Linked DNA regions of Mus musculus: regions 2, 3, 4, 5, 6 and 7 are each linked to region 1. A link is a contact called in public promoter capture Hi-C data. All regions are on one chromosome and are shown on one strand. The core of a region is the stretch at or near the end of the contact, and the rest is flanking DNA. Distances in the headings are between cores, read along the strand shown.

Region 1 (2,905 bases), core at 183-2,682:
GAGTGGGGCTGGGGAGATGGCTCAACGGTTTGGAGCGCCGCCTATTCCTGCAGATTACCCGGAGTTTGGGAACCAGCACCCACATGACAGCTCCAGTAACCTACCTCCAGGAATTTCTAACTCCAGTTCTAGGGGAGCTGATAACATCTTCTGGTCTTTGTGGGCATCAGGCACATAATGGCGCATAGACACTTTATTTACGTAAAGTTAAATCTCAAAAAGTTCTTAAGAAAAAAAGATAAAGTATGATTGTGAAAACACGTAGAGTCTTTAACAATGTTGATTTCACAGAAACTGTAAGCAGATTGGTGATGACAGGGGCTAGGGCAGGGGGAAATGGCGAAGGGCTAGACTGCAGTTAGCAAAATATAGTCAGAAGTACAGGGGTGCACAGCCAGGTGGGGGTGTAGGATGGTAATATGCTGTACATTACAAAAAAAAACCACACAGAGGAAAAGATTGTTTAACCCTAAAGAAATATTTTGATGTTTACTGATTTAAATATTATACAATGCACCAGGATGTTCCATGATATTCCACAAGACACAATTTTTGGTTTTAATGTATTAGCTAAAATTTAAAGTTACACAAACCACATTCTTAGTAGAGTTCCAAGGGATTGTTAGCTGCATCCTAAGTCCAAGAATGCTTTGCATTATATGCTTTGCCCCACAGTCAGTTTCATATATGATTTATTTTTGGTTTTTTGTTTTTTTTGAGACAGAGTTTCTCTGTATAGACCTGGCTGTCCTGGCTCTGTAGACCAGGCTGGCCTCGATCTCAGAAATCTGCCTGCCAAGTGCTGGGATTAAAGGCGTGCGGTGACTATTATCATTATTGTTACTAATGAATATGGGGGGGGGGGTCTAGACCACAGTGGGTGGTGCCATCCCTCGGCACGTGGTCCTGGCCTTAGAGAGCACTGGGATTGCAAGTATGCATCCACACCTGTTCCGTTCCGTTTTCACGTGCTCTCCAGTCTCACACTCCGCTAGCGATCCAGTGGCTTCTGTTCCAGGTAAGTAAATAGGTCTCGTCCGTGTCTCTAAGTTCTCAAAATATTTCATCTCTAAAATGAGTGTATCAGGGATGGAGCAATGGCTCGGTAGGGGGCCCTGCTGCTCTTTTGGAGGGCCCAGCACCCACGTTAGGCAACTTGCTACCGACTGAGGATGGTAGAGGGGCACCATCCCTCAGTCCACTGCAGTGACAAGTCCGAGCTTATTGGGGTTCCTTGGGGCTTTAGCTGGGCTCCAGACCGCAGAGATTAGCTCCCTTCGGATGTAAACGGCTCCCGCTAGGGCAAAGCGTCCGAACTTCGCGCTTTTGGCTTGGTCCTATGGAAGGAGCGCTCCTGCCTGGCAACGAAGACTCTCCGTGCTGATTGGATATTGTGCCAGCCAATGGGAGGCCGCGTCCCTCTTGGGCGGGCGGTGCATTTTTGGCGGTTGCCGGGACACAGCTTAAACTTAACCCAGCGTGCACAGGTATCCGCTGCCGTGGCTGCTGCTCCGGAAGACGCGTTTGCAACTGAGGCAGAGACCCATCCTGCCGGAGGAGGAGGTTTAAAGCCAACCGAGATGGTAAGCAGCTCGGAGGCCGGGGGAAGGGTCGGTCAGGGACTTTCAAACTGTTTATTTGTAGTCTTGAGCTCTCTGAAATACAATTTGAAGTGCGTAATCCGAGAGGTCAGTGAGAAACTTCGATTTGCTTACTAGAAGGTTCTGGGTTTTTTTTTTTTTTTTTTTCCAGGAACACTCCAGGCATTTCTGCACCTTTCCCCCTCTCATCGAAATAGATACATCTTTAAATCTGCTCTGTTGTGGGTGGGGGGAAAGGCAACTCTCTGGTGGTAAAGCTGCAGCTGGAGAGCATCCGCATCGCACTCACTGACGCTGTTGAATTTTAATTTAACTTTTCCTGCTTCCACTACAAAACAGGGACTATTAGTAGTACTCAATCAGTACGCCGTTAAGTTTACATTATCATATTTAAATATTAATTAGTATATCCTGAATTAAAGCCAAAGACCTTTTATACTGTTACCTATTTTATAGTGTTTATTATAGGGATTTTCAGCAGTATCTTTTTGAAAGAAGAATATTGAATTCTGTGTATTTCCCTTTCCCCCTCGCACTTGTAGGCGACCAAAAAGAGAGCTTTGAGCTTTAGTGAAAAGCATCAGAAGTTAGTAGATGAAAAATTCCGCAAATCATTGAACATACAAGTCATGAATAAGTTAGAGAGGCAAGCCAAGAACCAAGTGGTGCAAAATGAAAACGACGAGAAGGTGGAACGCCAGAGGTTCCTCAGAGTGCTGCAGAATGAGCAGTTTGAGCTCGACATGGAAGAAGCCATCCAAAAAGTAAGTTGCAATGTCCTTGTTAGTTTTCTTTCCTTGGAAAAGGTGAAAGATGGCTGTCAGCCCTGCCTGGAGTTGAGGAAATACAGAGAGCTGGGAACTGACTGAATCCTTTGGAGTCCTGGTTATTTTAGCTGAAGAACGTGGTGTCAGTTGGTCAGTTTGCATGCTTTTAACAACGAGCAAATCGAAAGACTTTAGAATAGCATTTGGCAAGAATATCCATTTTTGTTTTTAAACATAAGCATGAAATCCGTAATTGTTAACATCACAGTTTTGTTTATGTGAGTGCAACCGTGTTGCCTTCTCTACATTTCTAATAAGAAATTTAAGAAATTCCTTCCTTTCTAAAAATTCATGACGTTAAACATAGACACTATTAAAGTGGTAGGAGATGGACATATGTGTGAGATGTACACTTACTCATATTTTTAATTTTTGAAGAATTCAGTTATTGAATGCGTGTGTTTACATCCTGCTCTGCTGGCTAAATCTATCATGAGTATTTCTAAATATTTTTTAGGAGATTGCAGTAGAAGAGGA
Region 2 (2,905 bases), core at 295-2,794, 950 kb before region 1:
CAGTGGGTTTTAAGCCATGGTCTCTGAACCCCGATGAACTGAGGAATGCCAGAGGTTACATAATGGGATAACATCACTATCTTACAAAGGAAGATGGACTTGCTTATGTGGTTCTGTGTTTGAAAGAATTCTCAGTTGCTTCTGGCAAACTGCTAATATTTCTAGACTCAGCATATATAAACAGGAGTTCTTTGAGATGCCAAATAACTCTTAAAGAGTATAAAAATGTTCCAAGACCAGAAGGTTAATTCACTGCTAAAATTAACAACCCAATCTTGAAAAGTCAAAATACCTACCTGTTTCTAGTAGGAACCCCTCCTGCCAAATGGTCATTGGCTCCTTTCCCTCAGTGACAAAAATTCCCTTTCTGGTTCTTTTCCTTGGTTATATAACAAACAGGAGAAGGGGGCTAAACCTTGGGTCCTCTATTTTTCCTGATACATTTATTCCCACGTTTTCAACAGTATTAATGCCTCTCTGCAACTGAGTTCCTCTCGGTTTTTTTCAGCCTTCTCTCTCTTGTGCCTAATACTCATTCCTCTGGGTTTTAATCGGTTGGCTTTTAATTAACTAAATGCCTGCAATTACTCCCTCAACTGAATACGCCCAAAATAAAAAATTAACCTAAAATCCATCCCTCTCTCCCAATTTTCCCATTATTCTTTGTTGCTCCCCAGAAACTTCAACCACCTGTTAACTATTAATATATATTTGTCTCCAAATTATTACACCAGTTCCCCCAATCCCTCGATTGCCTTCATGGTCCATTTTTCCCTCCTTGCTGAAAAAAAAACCTCTCAGAAAATATCCTTTTGGCGTCTTCCTTCAATCCTGTTCCTAAACAAAGCTGCCTTTAGGCAATCAGCTATCATCTTCTCCCCACTACGCATGAACCAAACTTTCCAGCCCGCTCTCCAAATCTATGGTTGGGGAAAGAGTGGGGCTTCAGATAGAGAGAAGGAAATCCCACACGTTCCGATCAAGAGGCTTTGGTACCGGAGCTCGTTCAAAGCTGTAGTGCGAACATGAAATCGAGCAGGCGCGGCTGCCGAGTGAGGGCCGGGCAGCATGGAGCCATGCCCGCGCACAGGACAGGCCTGGCTCGGGAGGCCTGGCCACGCAAGGTCACCTTCGCGCGCCAGGCCGCGGGGCGGGGCGGGAGACCAAGTCCCCGGATCCCGATCCCTGAGAGCCTGTTCCCTGATCCCGATCCCCCGCAACCGCGACCCCAGGGCCACCGCTTACTCGTTGCGCAAAAGTCTCTCCTGGCGCCTCAACCTCTCCCGCAGCTCCGCCGAACTCTGCCGCCCCAAGTCCTCGGGAGCTGGGGGCTCGAAGCCGCGGGGCAGCGAGAACATTGCGCACGGGCTGCGGCTGGCGCGGCGGGCAGGGATCCCCGGCGGGGCCCACGGCGGGCGCTGGCTCCGCGGCCGGCGGCGACTCTGGAGCGCGAGCGGGAGTCGCCATTTTCCCGGAAGAGCACGGCTTCTCCGAGCCGAAGGGAGCTTTATTGAAATGCCGGAAACGGACAGGCCAGGACGAGGGGACGCCCGAGGAAGCGTGCAGGGGCGGAAGTTACATCACCGCCAAGGCGTCTGGGTTTGGCGGGCTTTCTCTGGATGGGCCTTTTGCTTTCCCGGCTTTTCGCCTGTGCACTGGGAAATATAGGACACTCAAGTCAAAGACTTACAAACTCACTTCTAATAAGTAAAATATGACGAAAGTAATAGAGCGTCGCATCTACGATTAAGCAATCAAAGTTTTGGACAAAAAATTTACAGGGATTCCTGAATGGACATTAATCACAGTTAAAATAAATAACGGGGTTATAATGATGGCTCAGTGGCTAAGAGGGCATACTGCTTTTGCAGTATGCCAGAGTTTGGGTACCAGTGCCCCTGTTGGGTAGCTTACAAATGCCTTTAGACTGCAGCTCCAGGGCACTTCACAAACTCTGGCTTCTCCAGACACCTGCGCACAAACACACACACATTAACATAATTTAGTCTTCAAAAAATAACAAGTGACCAATATAGCTAGCTATAATAAAATGCATATTAGAAACAATATAGTCAGGTATGGTCGTGCATGCCTTTAAGTCTGGCTGACTGAGTTCAAGGCCAGCCTGATCTACATAGTGAATTCGAGGTTGCAAAGTGACTCTGTCTCAAACAAAACAAGATTTGAATATTTGAGCAAGTCAGAATATCAGGAATTAGAAAGGTCGACCATGTCAACTGTTGGAAATAATGAAGAGCGACTGAGATTCCTACAGACTGCTAATGGGGGAGCAGAGGATGCAAAATAGTACAGCGTCTTTGGCAAGTAGTTGGACAGTTTCTGATTCGGGCTTTGCTGCCCTGCCCCTTTTTTATTGCTAGGCAGTATTGCATTGTGAGTTGTGTGTTTATGCTGAAGGATATTTGAGTTGTTTTCAGTTCTTAATGATCACAGATCAAGTCACTGTCAACATTTTTAATAGATGTTCATGTCAACATAAACTCTCATTTCTCTTAAGAGTGGGCTTATTAAGCCATATTAACAAAGGGAATAGAAAGGAAGAACGGCTCCACTCTTGACTTCCACGGCCTGAGAAATTCCTCTAATCTTTTAGGGATTTCAAACCAGGGTTTGTAACTTTGATGCTGAAAATATTCAGGACTAGGAGAATAGGAGTCTAATAAAAAATATTTTCATACAGGCCTAAGTATGAGTGTTCAGAGATATAAAAGTGCTCAAATGGAACATATACCCAGAGATGGGCATGGGCTTCTCAGGGAGAGTCACATTTCATTGTTTTTATAACACTTATACCTGATGGACTTCGAAACAATTATCTTTGAAGCATTGCTAAGAGATCTAAGAGACCACAGCATGTAGTTAGTTCTGGACAGTTAGGTTTCAG
Region 3 (2,905 bases), core at 195-2,694, 780 kb before region 1:
AGATAGCTGAGGAGACAGAACATTTTTCTAGGTGGCATTTCTAAGGGACATTTTAAGATTATCTGAGATAATGCTCAAATTCAAGTTTATGGATTCCCATCTGTTCCAAACACTGTGACTCCACGTGAAAAGGCTAGGATATGCATTCTATGTTTAGGGATATCCTACTGCTGTTTGCTGAATCTGATATAAGAGGTATCATATAGCTATTAATTTTTAAAATATTTTTTTTCCTTAAAAGAAGGCTTTTAGAGCTGGAGAGTCGGCTTAGCAGTTAAGAACACTGACTGTTCTTCCAGAGGTCCTGAGTTCAATTCCCAGCAACCACATGGTGACTCATGACCATCTGTAAAGGGATCAGATGCCCTCTTCTGTGTTTGAAGACAGTGACAGTGTAGCATATTCACAAATATTAAAAGAGAGAGAGAGACGCTCTTGGTGCTTATCCCCTCCTCCCCCGAGGCATCTGTGTGCTGAGACAGCAGACAGGGAAAGCCCCGTCACTTCTGAGGCTGCTCTGTAGTTACTATGCTCTCACGGCTCTGAGAACCTTCCTCCTGTCTCCTTCATCCCTGGGAGCTTAGTGAACCTTGGGTTTTGATCTTAGTCATGTAGTCAAAGGCTCTGCATCCACTAACAGGTAATGATCCCCAAGCTCAAGGCCACCATTGTAGATCCACCTACTCTGGCTCTCAGAATCACCTATCTGGTGATTCCCCACCCTCCACCCCACCCTGCACACGCAAATTTTATTCCACTATTAGGGTTTGTATTGTTAGCATCATCTCTGAGGCTTCCAAGTGCCTCACTCAACATTGCTCCCAGAGGGAGCTGCAGAGGGGACCCAGGGACCTGGCTCAGTGGGTACAGTACCTGCTGTACAGGCATGAGGATCTGAGCTCAGATCCCTAGCACCCAAGGAAAAGCCAGGTGTTGTGATGTCTGAGTGTGACTCCTGCTCAGCACTACAGGAGAGAACTTAGGAAAACCAGCCTTGTGCACTTAGAACTCTGAACCATGGCTCCAAGTTTGACTCACTTCCTGTTTGCTGTCCCCCACCAGACCCTGCAAACCAGTGGGTTCCCCACCATAAACCTCAACAGCCTCCTGGAGCCAGCCCTTTGCCTGTCACCTTCCCCAAAACTCACCCCGAGGATATTTGGGCAGCATTTTAAAAACCTGAGAGAGGAGGACAGAAAGAAGGGACACTGAGGCCACTGTGCAAAGGTCAACTTACAGATCTAACGCTGGCTTTGACTACAGTGGACTTCGAATAATCTTCCTGACATCCAAATGGGAAAATCTCGTTTTCTACGAACCTCCTGGTTTTGAAGACAGATAGCTATCTGGTCTCAAGGAAATGACTTCTTCCTGCCTCTTTCCATAGCCGTTTTTGAAGGAGTGACATCATGGTATGGAATGTGTTTGCCCAAGGGAGAAGGGAAATTGGCTTCTGCAGAGAGGCCACTCCATGCCACCTGAGAGACAAGTCCTGCTAGCCTTCGTACACAGTTTGTATTTTATCTCTGCAAAACTGCCGAGAATTTTCCCACCAAGGGTTTCTCTCAGCCTTGGCACAGTGACATTTAGACCAGAAAAGTTCATGGTTGTAGGGCTGGCCTGTGCTTTCTACGATGCTCAGAGTAGACCTGCAGTATCTTCCCACTGTGACAATTTAAACCTCTCTGGAGATTACCAACTGTCCCCTACCTCTGAGTCACCAGTCTAGATGGGCCATCTGAAACTCAGGGTGGCTATGCAGGTGAAAGGCACTCCCTGAAAGGACAGGCCCCATGACCATGTCTACCTACATGACTGAGGAAGGGAAAGCTGGGGCTTACCCGAGCTTGCTCCAGCTCCTTCTCCAGCGCCCTTCTGGCACATGTGGCTTCTTTTTCTTCCTTTCTGGCATGCACAAGGGCTTCCTCCAGCTGCTGTACTTCACTCTACAATGAAACAGATAGGTCAAAAGATGTAAGGTCAAGAGATGGCCATGGTCATGGTGTGCCTGTCATGGGATAAAGATGATAAGGAACGGCTGGGTGCCTGGGTGTATCCCCCTCTGGAGTCCCACTTTTATGTACATGTGACTTTCTGGATTACTTTGGTGTCTTGTTTTGTTTTCCATTAATACAAGTACCCACGCTTTACCCCTAGGTATGCAGAAACTCCACCTAGGGCAAGGCCGTGCTGTAGAAGGCATGCAGGTGCCCAGGATGGCCCTCTGCCACTCAGCTGCCGTTTCTCACCACCTCTTTTCCTAACTGCTTCCTACTTTAAAGCCTGGGCAAACCAGATAACTGGTTTGCTAAAATCTCCAAAAATATCAGCTATGTGTTAAAGAAAAGATGTCTTTAGTGAGTCAGCCTACTGGAGGTGTGACAATGGCCTCTGCAGGTGTTGGGAGGTTCCCCAGTGAGCCTCAGGGAGGTTAGTATATCTGATGCCTGAGTCTCTGGGAACTGTGTGGCCTAGGCCTATGCTTGCAGTTTACCTTGGCATCTTAACTAAATCCTGACTGCCTTCCCCACCTCTGAAATCACTTTCAGGAAGGAGGGCTATAAGCCACCAAACCCCAGCCAAGGCCCTCTTACCTCACACTTTCGGAGTGTCTCCTTTGCTTGGGCCTCGTCACCCTTCACATCCTCCATCTGCCTCTGTAGCTGGGCTGCCCTGCGCTCCAGCTCCGCAATCCTCCCCTGCAGCTTCTCATTCTCCTCCTTCAGCACTTTCTCACGCAGGTCAGCCTCCGCCTGGCTCTGCTCTGAGGAGTTGCTCCTGCTGGCCAGGACCTCAACATTCTGCGAACAAGGAGAACAAAGTGCTGAGTATTCATAGGTGGTCCCCAACCCGTGAAGGAAGTTGCTGCTGGAACCTCCTGGTATATGTCTGCCATCCCAATAAC
Region 4 (2,905 bases), core at 177-2,676, 730 kb before region 1:
TACACCTTGCCATATCACACAGTAGTTTCCAGCAGGAAGACCAATAGGCACATACAGTTTCCAAAACTTCACTTCAATGCATGAAATCTTAATTATATCAAATAAAGAGGAAAGTGGTAACTAGGAGAAACTTAAACTATAAACAAGCATCCAGTAGAGAGAAATGTACCTCTCTAGAGACTACAGTCAAGGAAATCAAGGGGAAATCTGGCTACTTAGAATCACTAATTTCTAAACCTTCATGCAGTCAAGAGGGGCCATGTGACAAGGAACCAGCCATTTCACACCTACCGTGGGGCCTGTGAGATGGCTTAGCAGGTAAAGGTGCTAGCTTCCGAGTCCGGGCAGAGTCTGACCCTCAGCACTCAGTGCTAGAAGCAGAGAACTGACTCCCTCCCACAAGCTGTCCTCTAACCTCCACACCACAGGCAAAGACAAGGGCATGCCCATACCCACATCCATAAAAATAAAGAAACGCAATTTAAATAAACAAAACAAAACAAAAAATTTAGTGTATATGGAGGGCAAGTAAGGGAAGATCTAAAAAAGCTGGCACTTGATTGCATGAGAATAATATTATTTCTAAAAATAATAATAATTTTAAAAAAGACTATTCAAAGAGATCAAGATCAAAAGGTAGAAAGCCAGGAGCTCTGAGATGCTAACACTCATCCTCTGACATCACACATCTGGGGATGGGGAGCCGGCTCAGGGCGCTAGTTCAATCCCCAGAATAATGTACTTGCTTTAAAAAAGAAGAAAAAGAGCCGGGCATGGTGGCACATACCTTTAATCCTAGCACTTGGGAGGCAGAGGCAGGTGGATTTCTGAGTTCCAGGCCAACCTGGTCTACAAAGTGAGTTCCAGGACAGCCAGGGCTACAGAGAAACCCTGTCTTGAAAAACCACAAAAGAAGAAGAAGACGAAGATGAAGATGAAGAAGGAGGAGGAGGAGGAGGAGGAAAGAGGAAAGAAGGAAAGAAGGAAGAAGGAAAGAAGGAAGAAGGAAGAAAGACGAAGACGAAGACGAAGACGAAGAAGAAGAAGAAGTCAGGCTGAGTGGCAGGCGTATTCAATCCCAGCTTCAGAGATAGAGATAGGTAACCTAGTTGGCCTGCTTGGCAACTTTTGAGATTTGTCTCAGATATCAAGGTAGGGCTGACATTTGAGAAATGAGGTTTTCCTCTTGAACCCACATGTATACTCACACACACACAGACACACAGGCACACACAGACACACACACACACACACACACGCATGCACGCACATTCATTCAATCTGTTTCTCTGTCTCTCATATCTTCCTGCCTCTCTCTCTCTCTTGCTCGCTTGCTCGATCGATCGATCGCTCTCGCTGTATGGCTGCCTGTCTATCTGTCTCAATCATGCCCAGGTCACACAGCTGATAAACATTAGAGCAGAGGGCGTGGCCTGGACAGGACCTAGTGCCTTCTTTTCCCCATGGAGTGACCACAGACCTGACCACAAACCACCCAGAAAGCTGAACACTGACACTGTGTGTGGCCTAAGTGTTAGATGCAAGCAGTACAACAGAGTGCTGTCTGCTGGAAAAGGCTGGAAAGGTGCACTGCGGGTAAGGGACTCTGGGGGATTTCATCTCTTGAAACTAAAGCAAAGAAACTCAGCCACGACCTAAAACCGCAGGAAGGAAGAAGCTGGAGACAAAGGAAGTGCATCCTGTAGGAAGCTGCTATCTGCTGTAGCAGTGATCCTAACAGCAGGCTGCTGAGAGACGAGCACTGGGATGTCCCCCCACCCCCAGCTGCAAGCCCTGACCACAGAGAACTGCATCCCACATCCACCGCAGTCCTGTGAGCCAAAATGAAAAAAACTACGCCTGGCCCATGCCCATTGCTGGGGTAGAAGAAGGTTTTGTATTGTAGGAGTCTAACAGAATTCGGTCATTTTTTTTTTTCTGGTTCTGACAAGTTCTGTGGGTCATGACCCCTTTGAACAATCTTTTTACAGGGGTCACATATCAAACATCCTGTATCCTATATTTACATTACAATTCATAACAGTAGCAAATTACAGTTATGAAGTAGCAATGAAAATAATCTTATAATGGGGGGGTGGTCACTACAACATGAGGAGCGGTATTAAAGGTCACGGCTTTAGGAAGGTGGAGAGCCACTGCTTTAACCAATGGCCTAGAAAGTGCAAGGTGGCTGGAGAGAGCCACGGCATTGCTCAGCCACTTGTATTAGAATCCAGGTAATGTTAGACGAATCACAGTGTATGTTTATTTTAGGAGTGCCCAGGCTCCAACTCTCTCCAAGGTTTTGGAGCTGAGCATTTCAGAGACGCTGAAGGCCCGGAAGGCCAGGAGCAAGACACAGCAGCCTCTATGGGACAGGGCCACCTCTCAGCTCTGCAGACTCATCAATGACATCTGTCCACCAGAAAACCCCCTGGACAGGTGTTGCATGTTAGACTTGAGGCCACTTGAATGGACAGAAAAAGGGCCAAACACTAGTTCTAAGATTGTTTTTGTATTCCAGCTAAGAAATGGGTCTCATGGGCCAATGGGCCGGCTCAGCAAGTGGAGGTGCTTGCCGCCAAGTTTGGTGGTCTGAGTTCAATCCCTGAGACTCACAAGGTGGAAGGAGAGAACCAACTTCTAAAAGTTATCTTTTGACCCCCACACATGAGCACTTGTACATGTACACACACACACACACACACACACACACACACACACACATGCACACACAATTTTAAAAGTCCTTTTAATTAAAAGCCAGCCAGCCCACATAGTTCCTGGGAGCCGAGGATGTAGTTCATTTGGCAGAACTCTTGCCTTTTGTGCATGAGACGCTGGCTTCTAGTCTCAGTCTCACGTTTTTAAAAAATGAAAATAAATAAACAAAAACAAATACAGG
Region 5 (2,905 bases), core at 115-2,614, 670 kb before region 1:
CATACACATGGCTGCTCCTGAGGACGCGAGCACACATCAAAAATAACTAACTCACAAATGAAACCCTTCAGGGTCTCTCCACTCCCAGGAAAATCCCCACGTTTATGTAACACAAGTGCTTTTGTGTCTGTACACACGTGCCTGTGTAAGGAGGAGGTCTACAAAAGCTCACCAAATCCTAAGTGTTCTCTTCATCTGAGACACTTTTCCGAATCACTTGGTTTTCCCTGACAGGACTATATAACCTTGACTCTGGCAATGACTTCAGAATTTAATGCCCACACTCCAACCTCCTAAATAGAAAGTGCCCCCGGAAATATTTACTGTAAATAGAATTAGGAACAAAGAGAACTTTTATTTTTTAAATGGCACCACCTGCGGTCTAAGGTTAGCAGGCTGCGTCCACAGGCTCCCCTGGTGGAGAGGTGGGTCAGGAGCCTGAGCGCTCTGCTCTTCCAAACTTGGCTGCACCCAGAACCACCCGGGGTCGCTTTTTAAAAGTTCCCACCGCCGACTACCCCCAGACCCCTGGAGTAGAGATGTACCCAGGGTGGGGGTGGGGGGCGCGAGGAAGGTGAGAATCTTTTCATTGGTTTTGATTTAAATCTCACCAGGTGTGTAGCCCACTCTGCAAGCCAAGTCCTCTTTAAAAGAACTCCTACAGTATTTTGAGCAGGGTACTCGGCGTTGGAAGGGTTCTTGGGGTAAAAGGGCACGCACACAGTAAATATACAAAGTTCTTAAAAAAAAAAAAAAAAGTCTCTGTAAGTCCAACACCACAGCCAGGCACCTACCTTGAAGCCAAACGGTGATGCAACTTGGAAAAGTCCCTCAGAAAGCGAAAAAAGTGCTCTCGTGGTTTAAGGGCTTTCGGGGTGACCTGCCTGGACAGTGCAGTGGCACGCGGGGCCAGGACAGCGGAGCGGCCACCAGCCTGTTCTAAGGAATGGCTTAAAGAGCACTGAGATCAAACACTGCAGGGAAGGGTTGGGAGTGCGGTGCTCCGTGGGGCTCGCCCGCAGCTGTCACTAGAGCCCTGTACAGGCTCGCCACCAACTGTCCGACTCGTCTGCAGTACTGGGCTCAGCGTAGGAGGCAGGAGCGCACCTCCAGCCCCGGGACTGCAGCCGCGGCGCCCGGATCCCACGACCGACGCTGAGGCTGAGCACTGCGCAAAGCTGCAGGAGCTCGAGCCTGTCGAGTTCCCGGGCACCGTCTGGGCTCCGGGGTCCCGCGCACACCCTCCGGGCTCCCGCTCGGAGCTCACTTACCGCCTCTGCCTCCAGGGTCCCGCTCCGGCAGCTGCCCGCAGAGCCGGGCCGGAGAGCAGCGGCCGCCGCGTCGCCAGGAGGCCGCGCCAGCCCCGCCCCGCCCTGCAGTCGCCCGCCCTCCCGGGAGGAGGAGCAGGCGGGTCTGCGTCCGGACCCTCCCAGCGACCCAGGACCCGGCGGACCGAGGACTGCGGCCCCTCGCGGACAGTCCCGGGCGATCCCTGAAACCCTGCCCCATCTGCGCCCTGAGACCTCCCTGCGCCCATACCAGCACCCCGTTCCCACCCGCAGCCACTCTCTTCTCTCTCTCAGCACCCCCTTACAACCCCTCCTCCAGGAAACTTTCCCTATTCCGCAATCCCACCCCAGATCTCAGTTTCCCCCCATTCTTCCACTCAGCCTTGTTCTGTCACCTAGAAGCAAATCACAAAAGGCACGAAGTGACAAAGTGACGTCTATAAGCTAAAGCTGGGCCTAGCTCTGAGGTCACCTGGCTCCTGGTAGCAGCACAGACATTAGAGACAAACTCTCAGGCCCTAGTTTAGTTAGTTTTCCAGGGAAGGTGGCATTACATTGCCAACTGGGAAGGCCAGGGTGTCATTTCCAAGTTCAGTTTCCTCCATTGTAAAGTGAGCGAGGCACTCACTCAACGGCTTGTTATTCCTGAAGAAAGGACTGCAGAAATGGCATGTGTCTTACAGTATTTTAATAAGTAAATGTTTACTGACAAACATGTTGAATAAAATCAACACTCAAAAATTCAGTCACTCAAAACAGTAACGTGAAAAGATTTCAAAAAGTAATAGTGATTATTTTGTAGGAAAACTGCAACAGCAATAGAAGAAAAGTTGCACAGTGATGAAACGTGCTTGTATTTATTTACAGAGCTGGAGAAATGGCTCAGAAGTTAAGATCTGTTTCTGTTCTATAAGATCTGGTTCAATTCCCAGCACCATCAAGACAGCTCCCAAAACCTTTGTTAACTTCAGTGCCAGGAGGATCTAGTGCCATCTTCTGGCCTCCTCGGGTACTGCATATATGTGGCGCACAGGTATACATGCAGGCAAAACTTGAAAAAAAAATATTTTCAAGTGATCTTTAAAAAGAAGACAAAGGAGGAAGCTATTCTCCCTGGACCCCTTTGGAAACAGTGGGTCTACCAGGCATGCTCCACGCCTAGTCAGCCGAGTATAGTTATGAATGCAACCTTTGTCCCTCCTCCCAACAAAAAGAAAGTAGTAAGCCTACTTAAAACATTGCACGTTTTTGTGAAACTTGATTGCTTAGTTCTCAAGTCTGGGCTTTGTAGATGATAAAACTGCATGAACAGTGTTCTCAACGGGACTGCTTGCCAGTGCAAAGACATCTGGGTTTTGGGTATATCTGGAATTAGGCAAACTGTAAGGGAGGCTGTGCTGGACGATAGAAAGGGTGTCATATAACACAGGCGCAGACACATGTTAACCATGCCTTAGACACCTCAAAATGCCTGCAGTGGAACCTGCACCTAAATGGCTCTGAACACCGGGATTGGCAGAACCGTACAAACCAGGAGGAGGCTTACAAGAGGAATCCGTGTGGGGAGGGACGGTCCCAGAGAGCGTCTAAAACTGGTAACCAGATGTGTTTCCAGA
Region 6 (2,905 bases), core at 191-2,690, 610 kb before region 1:
TTCCTCTCTCCCTCCTCTCTCTTCTCTCTCTTCTTGCTACTTCCCATGCCTCCCCACTTTCCCTCCCTCCTCTTTGCTCTCTCTTTCTTTCCATTTGTTGTATAGCAATTTCCTCCATGTTGAAAACTCCCATCCTGGAGAGAAACTTGTTGCGCTCCAGGTAGTTCTAGGTGGGATTTGAGTAACTCACAAGGCTCAGGAAGTCTCTGAAGCTTATTAGATTTACAAGGCCCCTCCCTCCTCAACCTTAGAGAAAGAATAAGGACTGCCAGGGATAGGAGACTCTGACCTGTCCTGCAGCATGCAAGTCAGGCAGACACTTCCAGGGTTGTCTGTCATGTCCTTGCACAGCTTGGGTTTTAGGGAAATCAAGAAATAGCTGACTGGGGCCAAGCAGACTGGACTCTCTGATGGAGAAGCCTCAGCACCCTAGAAATTAGTCTGTTTATTTTGGTGAACAAGGAGGTGGGGCTTATGGTGCACAGCTGGACAAGGAGACAGGTTTAGCTCTAAACTTGGTAGAAGCAGGCTCTGTAAGGGAATAGTCTTCAGGCTATAAACATGGTGGGTTGTGGGGGAAGCTATGTAGACACTTTCTTCATGCACCATTAATTGACATTAGCACTTGGACAAGAGAAAAACTTTGCCAGCCCTCTGAGCCTCATGAGGGGAAGACTTTGCCACTCCCATAGGGCTGAAGAGTTGGGATCCTCGACGTGGCCGTTCCCATGCCAACAACACTTCAAGACTTCACTTGCTCCACACAATTCAGATTTGGGAGTTTTCAGCCATATGGTATGGGCTTTTAGCAGTGAAGCAACTTTTGAGTGACCCATGTGTGGTCCCTGTAAATGACCAATAGGCTAATTGTTGGACTTGGTTGGTATCCTTACTTTGGTCTGCTTTTGGTTGGAGAACAGACATTTGTTAACATCTTCCCACAAATAGTGTCACATAACACCCTCCCCTCCGGTCTCTTCACTAGTCCGGATGCCAAGCTCTCTCCCTCACATGCCTCTTTCCTGTGACTCTCAGCCTGGACCAGCTCCTGGCTGGCTAGCACTGGAGCCCCCTGTGTAAACACCTGCAAAGTGATGGAGCCGTGCTTCTGACTGCCTGGGAGTGGGAGTCCGGAGCACAAGCTGTTTGCTCTCGTAGGACAGAGCGCTGGGGTCCCCATGCCTCTGCTGTTCCCGTCCGCTGTGGGACAGATTGCCCAGTGGGTCCTGAGTGGCATTTGGGTTTTGCAGTTGCTCTGGGGTTGTTGCCAGGACAAGGCTTCTGCCCAATCCCCCAAGTGACGCACTTCCAAGGCTTTTAAAAATAGAAATCCGAAAGCTGTTTCATTGCCAAGACACTGCAAGGTTCTGGCTCCCGAAGCCAAGGCCAAGCTGGAAACTCAGCCTTGAAGCTTTGAGCGGAAAGTGAGTTCCTCTTGCTTTGCCTCAGATGCTCTGTGAGCACCATCGCCTCCTGACTGAGTCATGTGCTGGGCAGTGGTCACCAGCAGAGGCCAGCTGTCAGTGCTATAATTACCATGACGATGGAGGTTACCTCCCCATCCCTCCTGACTAATAAGCCCAGCACACTGGGCGGAGGCTGTAAGGGGAGTGTGGAACCTGGGTGCTGGACCATGAGTGTCTGATGGAGTCAGGGCCACTGTGTTCCTGCATTTTTATATTTGCAAATCAGACATCAGAACCCCAAGCTGCCATAGGTCCAGACAGGTTTTGAGTGATTTTAAGAGGCTCTGATGAAGAAAGATATACTGGCTGCATTTGAGTCAGCTCCACACAAGTTAGAGTCATCAGAGAGGAAGGAGCCTCAGTTGAGGAAATGCCCCCATGAGATCCAGTTGTAAGGCATTTTCTCAGTGACCAATGAAGGTGGGCCCAGTGTGTGATAGGTGGTGCCATCTCTGGGCTGGTGGTCCTGGGTTCTATATGAAAGCAAGCAAGCCGGGGGAAGCAAGGCAGTAAACAGCATCCCTCCATGACCTCTGCGTCAGCTCTTGACTTAGGTTGCTGCCCTGCTGAGTTCCTGTCCTGACTTCCTTCAACAATGAAAAACAGTGTGTAAGCCAGATAAACCCTTGTCTCCTCAACTAGTTTTTTTGGTCATGGTGTTCTATGCAATAGAAATTCTAACTCAAAAGTTCATGTATTATTTTCTTTGGGGGTTGTTTTTGCCCAAATTTGTTTTCATACAGATATATACATATATCTGCATACACAGTGACAAATACCCAATCTTTATCCAGTAGAACCCCGCCATACTCAGATATCCTGGAGATGTTCCCGAAAGCCTAGGTATGACAGTCTTCACACACACTCACTAGGGAGCACTCTAATCAGATAAGTTCATGTGGATCCAGAACTCGATGTACCTCTCCATCAGCACTTCATCCTGCATAGACTACTCTGCCAACTTTTTGTCCACCTGCTCATGGATATCCAGGCTCTTAGAGACACATTGGTCCAAGAGCACAGACTTGCCTTTGATCGGCTCTGCTTCCTTGCAGTGGGGAGCCGCGCATGTCTGGTGGCAGGCCCTGGTCATTCTATTGCATTATCTCCACCAGTATCTCTATCATCTATTATCTCCACCATCTCCCCTGTGGCCAGCTACTGGGCTCTGAGTAGATCCATGTCAACCCAACTCTGTGGAGAGAATAGCCTTCTGGTCTCTAGTCCACAGTCTGGGACAGGTTCCAGCTCACACCGTGTCTCTAGCTCTGGATTAGTAGGATAACGTTTTTCAGGTACCCAAATAGACAGAGTGGAACAGGGAGGAAACATCTTTCTGGATTTTTAATTTTTCTTTAATTTTATGTGTATGAGTGTTTTGCCTGCATGCATTTCTGTGTACCACATGCATGCCTGGTGCCTGTGGAGGCCAAAGGAGA
Region 7 (2,905 bases), core at 185-2,684, 560 kb before region 1:
CCAGTTCCCTTAAAGGTTTCAGAGTCCTCAGTCCCCTTTTCTTCTCTAGTTACTAGCAGTTTAAGCCTGGTTATGACCTTCCTATGTTTACAGACCCTGGTGAATGACTCCTGAACCGACTCTCACTGTCCCCTGCCTCACACTGGCTGCTGGCTTCATCACTTGACAGGCTGAGTAGGTCACATCTCAACTCTGAGTCACTACTCTGCTTTCTTTCCTCTTCTCTTCTTTATTTTGGCTGTGCTCCCCCTTTTCTTTGCCCCCCCTTTCTCTCTCTACACACCAGTATTCACAATTCTCAGTTTCTGGGATAAATATGCATCATTTTCACACTGTTTTAAATCTGTGTATGCATGTGTGTGGAGGCCAGAGGACAATCTCAGGCGTTGTTCCCTAGGAGTTGTCCACCCTATTTTTGAGACAGGATCTCTCACTGGCCTGACTCTCTAGCTGGCCAAGCCCTGGGCATCCATTTGTTTGTTTTCCCGGTGTTGGGACTTTAATAAGTGATAAACTGCATGTGAAATTTGCTATAATAATTATCAGTAAAAAGATTCTTTAAATAACAGATTTTTACCTTAGTATTTAGTTAATGGGGATCAAAAAACAGAAACAAGAAAATGAAAGAGCTTGTTATAGACTTCACTCCAAATCTACAAAATGGCATAAACTTTGAGAACAATTATGTCTTGAGGTTCTATGATTGCTGAGAATTAATGTTAATGTTCTAGGCTATGTGTATCTCACACTTAGGTAGGCACAGGCTTTCTAGGGCGTGAATGGACTGCCAATTCTTCAGCTCTGCCCTTCCAATGAAGCAATCCCTAAGTATGTCAAATGCTGGTTAGAGTTCCTTTATGTGGAAGAAAGCAGAGTTTATACTTCTTACTCTCATAAAGAGAGGACATATGTGGGAGGAAGAGTGGCAGAGCAATACCGGTACACAGAAGCCTTTCTGATGGCAGATCACTTCACCAGCCTGTATCTCTGCAGGCTCATTCCATCACCAAAACAACTGAATCACATTATTTCATAAAAATCGTGATTTCTTTAGAAATCCTAAATATCAGACTTTTTTGGCAAAGACCATTCTAAATGAAGATTTTTCTCTCTATTTTCTGGTGTTTAAGGAAGAAAAATTAGTGTTTATTGAATATTGGTGTTTAAGGAAGAAAAAAGTCACGTTAAAAACGGAGGTGGTAGTGGCTAGAGTTTGGGGCAGGAACAAAGTCAGAGCTCATTTTACATGCAGCCCACAGGCACTCATAGTTAAATGGCCAATGATGAATAACTCCCAGTACCTTCTGCCAGACTTAAACGGTAATATTCCTCATTTTACTGCAACAAATGAGGCTCCTCCTCCTATCAGTCATGGTCTATTCCAATCAGTAGGGTGCCAATAAAGCCAGAGGCTAATGAAAGGAGCTTCAGACAAACAGAAACAATGGAGAGCTCCAGGCCCAACCCTGGAAGGCAGAGTCCAAGGTTTTAAACACTGAAGCTTTTGGACATTTCAGTTAATCTTTATTATGCTAATGTTATTGAGTCTAAGGAACAAAGAAACTTATTTCATGAATTACTTCTAAACATCAACTTCCCTGGATTTTCTTTTCTTTTGTTAGGGACTACTGACCATTTAACTATCTAGATTAAAACGCACACATTCTCCCTCTCTTCTTCCCTCCCTGGCTCATAGAAATCAAAACATAAATTATCACAAAGAAGTCTGATATAATCAACAAAGTTAAACAGTCTTCTCGTTTGATCTCTTCTAAATTAAAGACTGAATGTTTTGATATGGTATTAGGCCCTGAAATAAACCAGATGTTTCTTCCTGCATATAACTCTCCATGGGCACAGTCTTAAAGGGTGATTGTCTGGCAAATGTTCAGGGACACACAGATTTTTCCTTTCCTTCTATCTACCCACGTCTATTATCTAAACTAGTGCACAATCCATAGGGCTTTGGGGACTTTGTGTAAATACCTTCATGTACAATTCTCTTTCTTGCTATCCTGAGATTAAGACCACAATTATCCAGGCTTAAACCTAAAATAAAAGAACCTTTGCAAACGCATTATCTGGCCTTACATGTTTAATCACGCAGCATTCTGCGTGTTCTTTAAAACCTAAACTGAAGAACAAAGGTTGTACCCTCTGGTGTTTCACACATGAAAGACCTTCTAAAGCAACTAGGGAACTAGAATTAACTTCTAATGACAACAGTGGTATTTTCCCATCAAAAATAGATGCTATTATTATATTAGAGACACCACATTCTAACCATTTGTAATACTTAACATAAAATTCTGATATGCATTCAGATTCGCACATGTAATCCTCCCTAAGTTTCTTTCTCTCATTTCTCCTAATTCTTCCAATTACTGTTTTTGTTTTTTAGTATATTTTAAAAACTAAACATTATTAATGTGAATGTGAGTCTGTAAGGAAAGCTGAAGAAACAATGCTGTTGGAGAAGTAGGGGGAGGCTGAAGGGACAGGAAGTGTGCACATGAGGGTCTGCAGTGATGGACCAGATGGAATGTATCACTCTCAACTATGACAGAAATGATTTATGGAATGACCTGGCTGTTCCCGCTTAGTAACAACACAGGATGACAGAGATGAGTTTCCATGACAACCAAAGCCCACCCACTAGCTAGATTAAACATTTCTTCCTGGCCTCCACTCATAGTAAATCTGGACTTTTTTCTCCAAATGCCATCCTAGTTTCTCTAGCATGCTGTTCATAATATGGAAGGAAAATCAAGGATGCCAGAGTAACTAAAGGAAGCTTGAAAGACCACTGAGAACATTACAAAGTTCTGTGTGTTTATACCATAGTTTTTTTACATATATTTTTCTCAGAAAAACAAAATAACTCCCAAATGGAGGTTTTATTTTT

The links. Promoter capture Hi-C pulls out the DNA fragments that hold promoters and counts their contacts.
Region 2: a promoter capture Hi-C map of embryonic stem cells shows a contact between it and region 1, with 2.1 times the contacts expected there. The contact joins the promoter of Polr2m here to the promoter of Mns1 in region 1. A contact is called at or near these places in 2 of 39 promoter capture datasets (embryonic stem cells and liver), 3 of 115 datasets of contacts at active chromatin or transcription factors (bone marrow-derived macrophages, large pre-B cells and memory CD8 T cells) and 2 of 9 other capture datasets (adipose tissue and macrophages).
Region 3: a promoter capture Hi-C map of pre-B cells shows a contact between it and region 1, with 5 times the contacts expected there. The contact joins the enhancer-like site here to the promoter of Mns1 in region 1. A contact is called at or near these places in 9 of 39 promoter capture datasets (the 3T3-L1 cell line, the C10 cell line, embryonic stem cells and 3 more), 1 of 115 datasets of contacts at active chromatin or transcription factors (T-cell acute lymphoblastic leukemia) and 2 of 9 other capture datasets (embryonic stem cells and macrophages).
Region 4: a contact with region 1 is called in a promoter capture Hi-C map of liver, with 3 times the contacts expected there. The contact joins the enhancer-like site here to the promoter of Mns1 in region 1. A contact is called at or near these places in 4 of 39 promoter capture datasets (the 3T3-L1 cell line, hippocampal neurons and liver).
Region 5: a promoter capture Hi-C map of hippocampal neurons shows a contact between it and region 1, with 3 times the contacts expected there. The contact joins the promoter of Cgnl1 here to the promoter of Mns1 in region 1. A contact is called at or near these places in 4 of 39 promoter capture datasets (the 3T3-L1 cell line, cranial neural crest, embryonic stem cells and 1 more) and 1 of 115 datasets of contacts at active chromatin or transcription factors (stem cell-derived neural progenitor cells).
Region 6: a promoter capture Hi-C map of the 3T3-L1 cell line shows a contact between it and region 1, with 13 times the contacts expected there. The contact joins the enhancer-like site here to the promoter of Mns1 in region 1. A contact is called at or near these places in 17 of 39 promoter capture datasets (the 3T3-L1 cell line, 3T3-L1-derived adipocytes, the C10 cell line and 10 more), 1 of 15 datasets of contacts at CTCF or cohesin (large pre-B cells), 3 of 484 Hi-C or Micro-C datasets (bone marrow-derived macrophages, embryonic stem cells and muscle stem cells), 5 of 115 datasets of contacts at active chromatin or transcription factors (T-cell acute lymphoblastic leukemia, embryonic stem cells, fibro-adipogenic progenitors and 2 more) and 4 of 9 other capture datasets (adipose tissue, embryonic stem cells, liver and 1 more).
Region 7: a contact with region 1 is called in a promoter capture Hi-C map of embryonic stem cells, with 2.7 times the contacts expected there. The contact joins the enhancer-like site here to the promoter of Mns1 in region 1. A contact is called at or near these places in 8 of 39 promoter capture datasets (the 3T3-L1 cell line, cranial neural crest, embryonic stem cells and 3 more), 3 of 115 datasets of contacts at active chromatin or transcription factors (double positive thymocytes, embryonic stem cells and thymocytes) and 1 of 9 other capture datasets (embryonic stem cells).

The regions. Positions count from the first base shown.
Region 1 is chr9:72,437,097-72,440,001 of GRCm38.p6, forward strand. It overlaps Mns1 (meiosis-specific nuclear structural protein 1), which reads left to right and starts at 1,433. Exons shown (of 10, transcript NM_008613.3): 1 at 1,433-1,583; 2 at 2,144-2,365. The coding sequence starts at 1,581.
Region 2 is chr9:71,484,439-71,487,343 of GRCm38.p6, forward strand. Polr2m (polymerase (RNA) II (DNA directed) polypeptide M) reads right to left here and starts at 1,545. Exons shown (of 4, transcript NM_178602.3): 1 at 1,246-1,545. The coding sequence starts at 1,358.
Region 3 is chr9:71,653,452-71,656,356 of GRCm38.p6, forward strand. Cgnl1 (cingulin-like 1) reads right to left here. Exons shown (of 19, transcript NM_026599.5): 9 at 2,595-2,801; 10 at 1,842-1,946. Among named protein-coding and RNA genes, the nearest start is that of Myzap, 63 kb to the left of the region's middle. Within about 2 kb of position 1,445, at least 9 of the 459 cell types and tissues checked have an H3K27ac peak or open chromatin away from gene starts, as enhancers often do.
Region 4 is chr9:71,709,560-71,712,464 of GRCm38.p6, forward strand. The region is part of intron 7 of Cgnl1 (cingulin-like 1); the gene reads right to left. Among named protein-coding and RNA genes, the nearest start is that of Gm51713, 55 kb to the right of the region's middle. Within about 2 kb of position 1,427, at least 17 of the 459 cell types and tissues checked have an H3K27ac peak or open chromatin away from gene starts, as enhancers often do. A contact at or near this core is called in liver, where this site is marked.
Region 5 is chr9:71,770,238-71,773,142 of GRCm38.p6, forward strand. Cgnl1 (cingulin-like 1) reads right to left here and starts at 1,365. Exons shown (of 19, transcript NM_026599.5): 1 at 1,272-1,365.
Region 6 is chr9:71,824,916-71,827,820 of GRCm38.p6, forward strand. No RefSeq gene overlaps it. Among named protein-coding and RNA genes, the nearest start is that of Cgnl1, 55 kb to the left of the region's middle. Within about 2 kb of position 1,441, at least 74 of the 459 cell types and tissues checked have an H3K27ac peak or open chromatin away from gene starts, as enhancers often do. A contact at or near this core is called in adipose tissue, hippocampal neurons, muscle stem cells and 1 more, where this site is marked.
Region 7 is chr9:71,878,232-71,881,136 of GRCm38.p6, forward strand. All of the region lies in intron 12 of Tcf12 (transcription factor 12), which reads right to left. Among named protein-coding and RNA genes, the nearest start is that of Cgnl1, 110 kb to the left of the region's middle. Within about 2 kb of position 1,435, at least 62 of the 459 cell types and tissues checked have an H3K27ac peak or open chromatin away from gene starts, as enhancers often do. A contact at or near this core is called in embryonic stem cells, where this site is marked.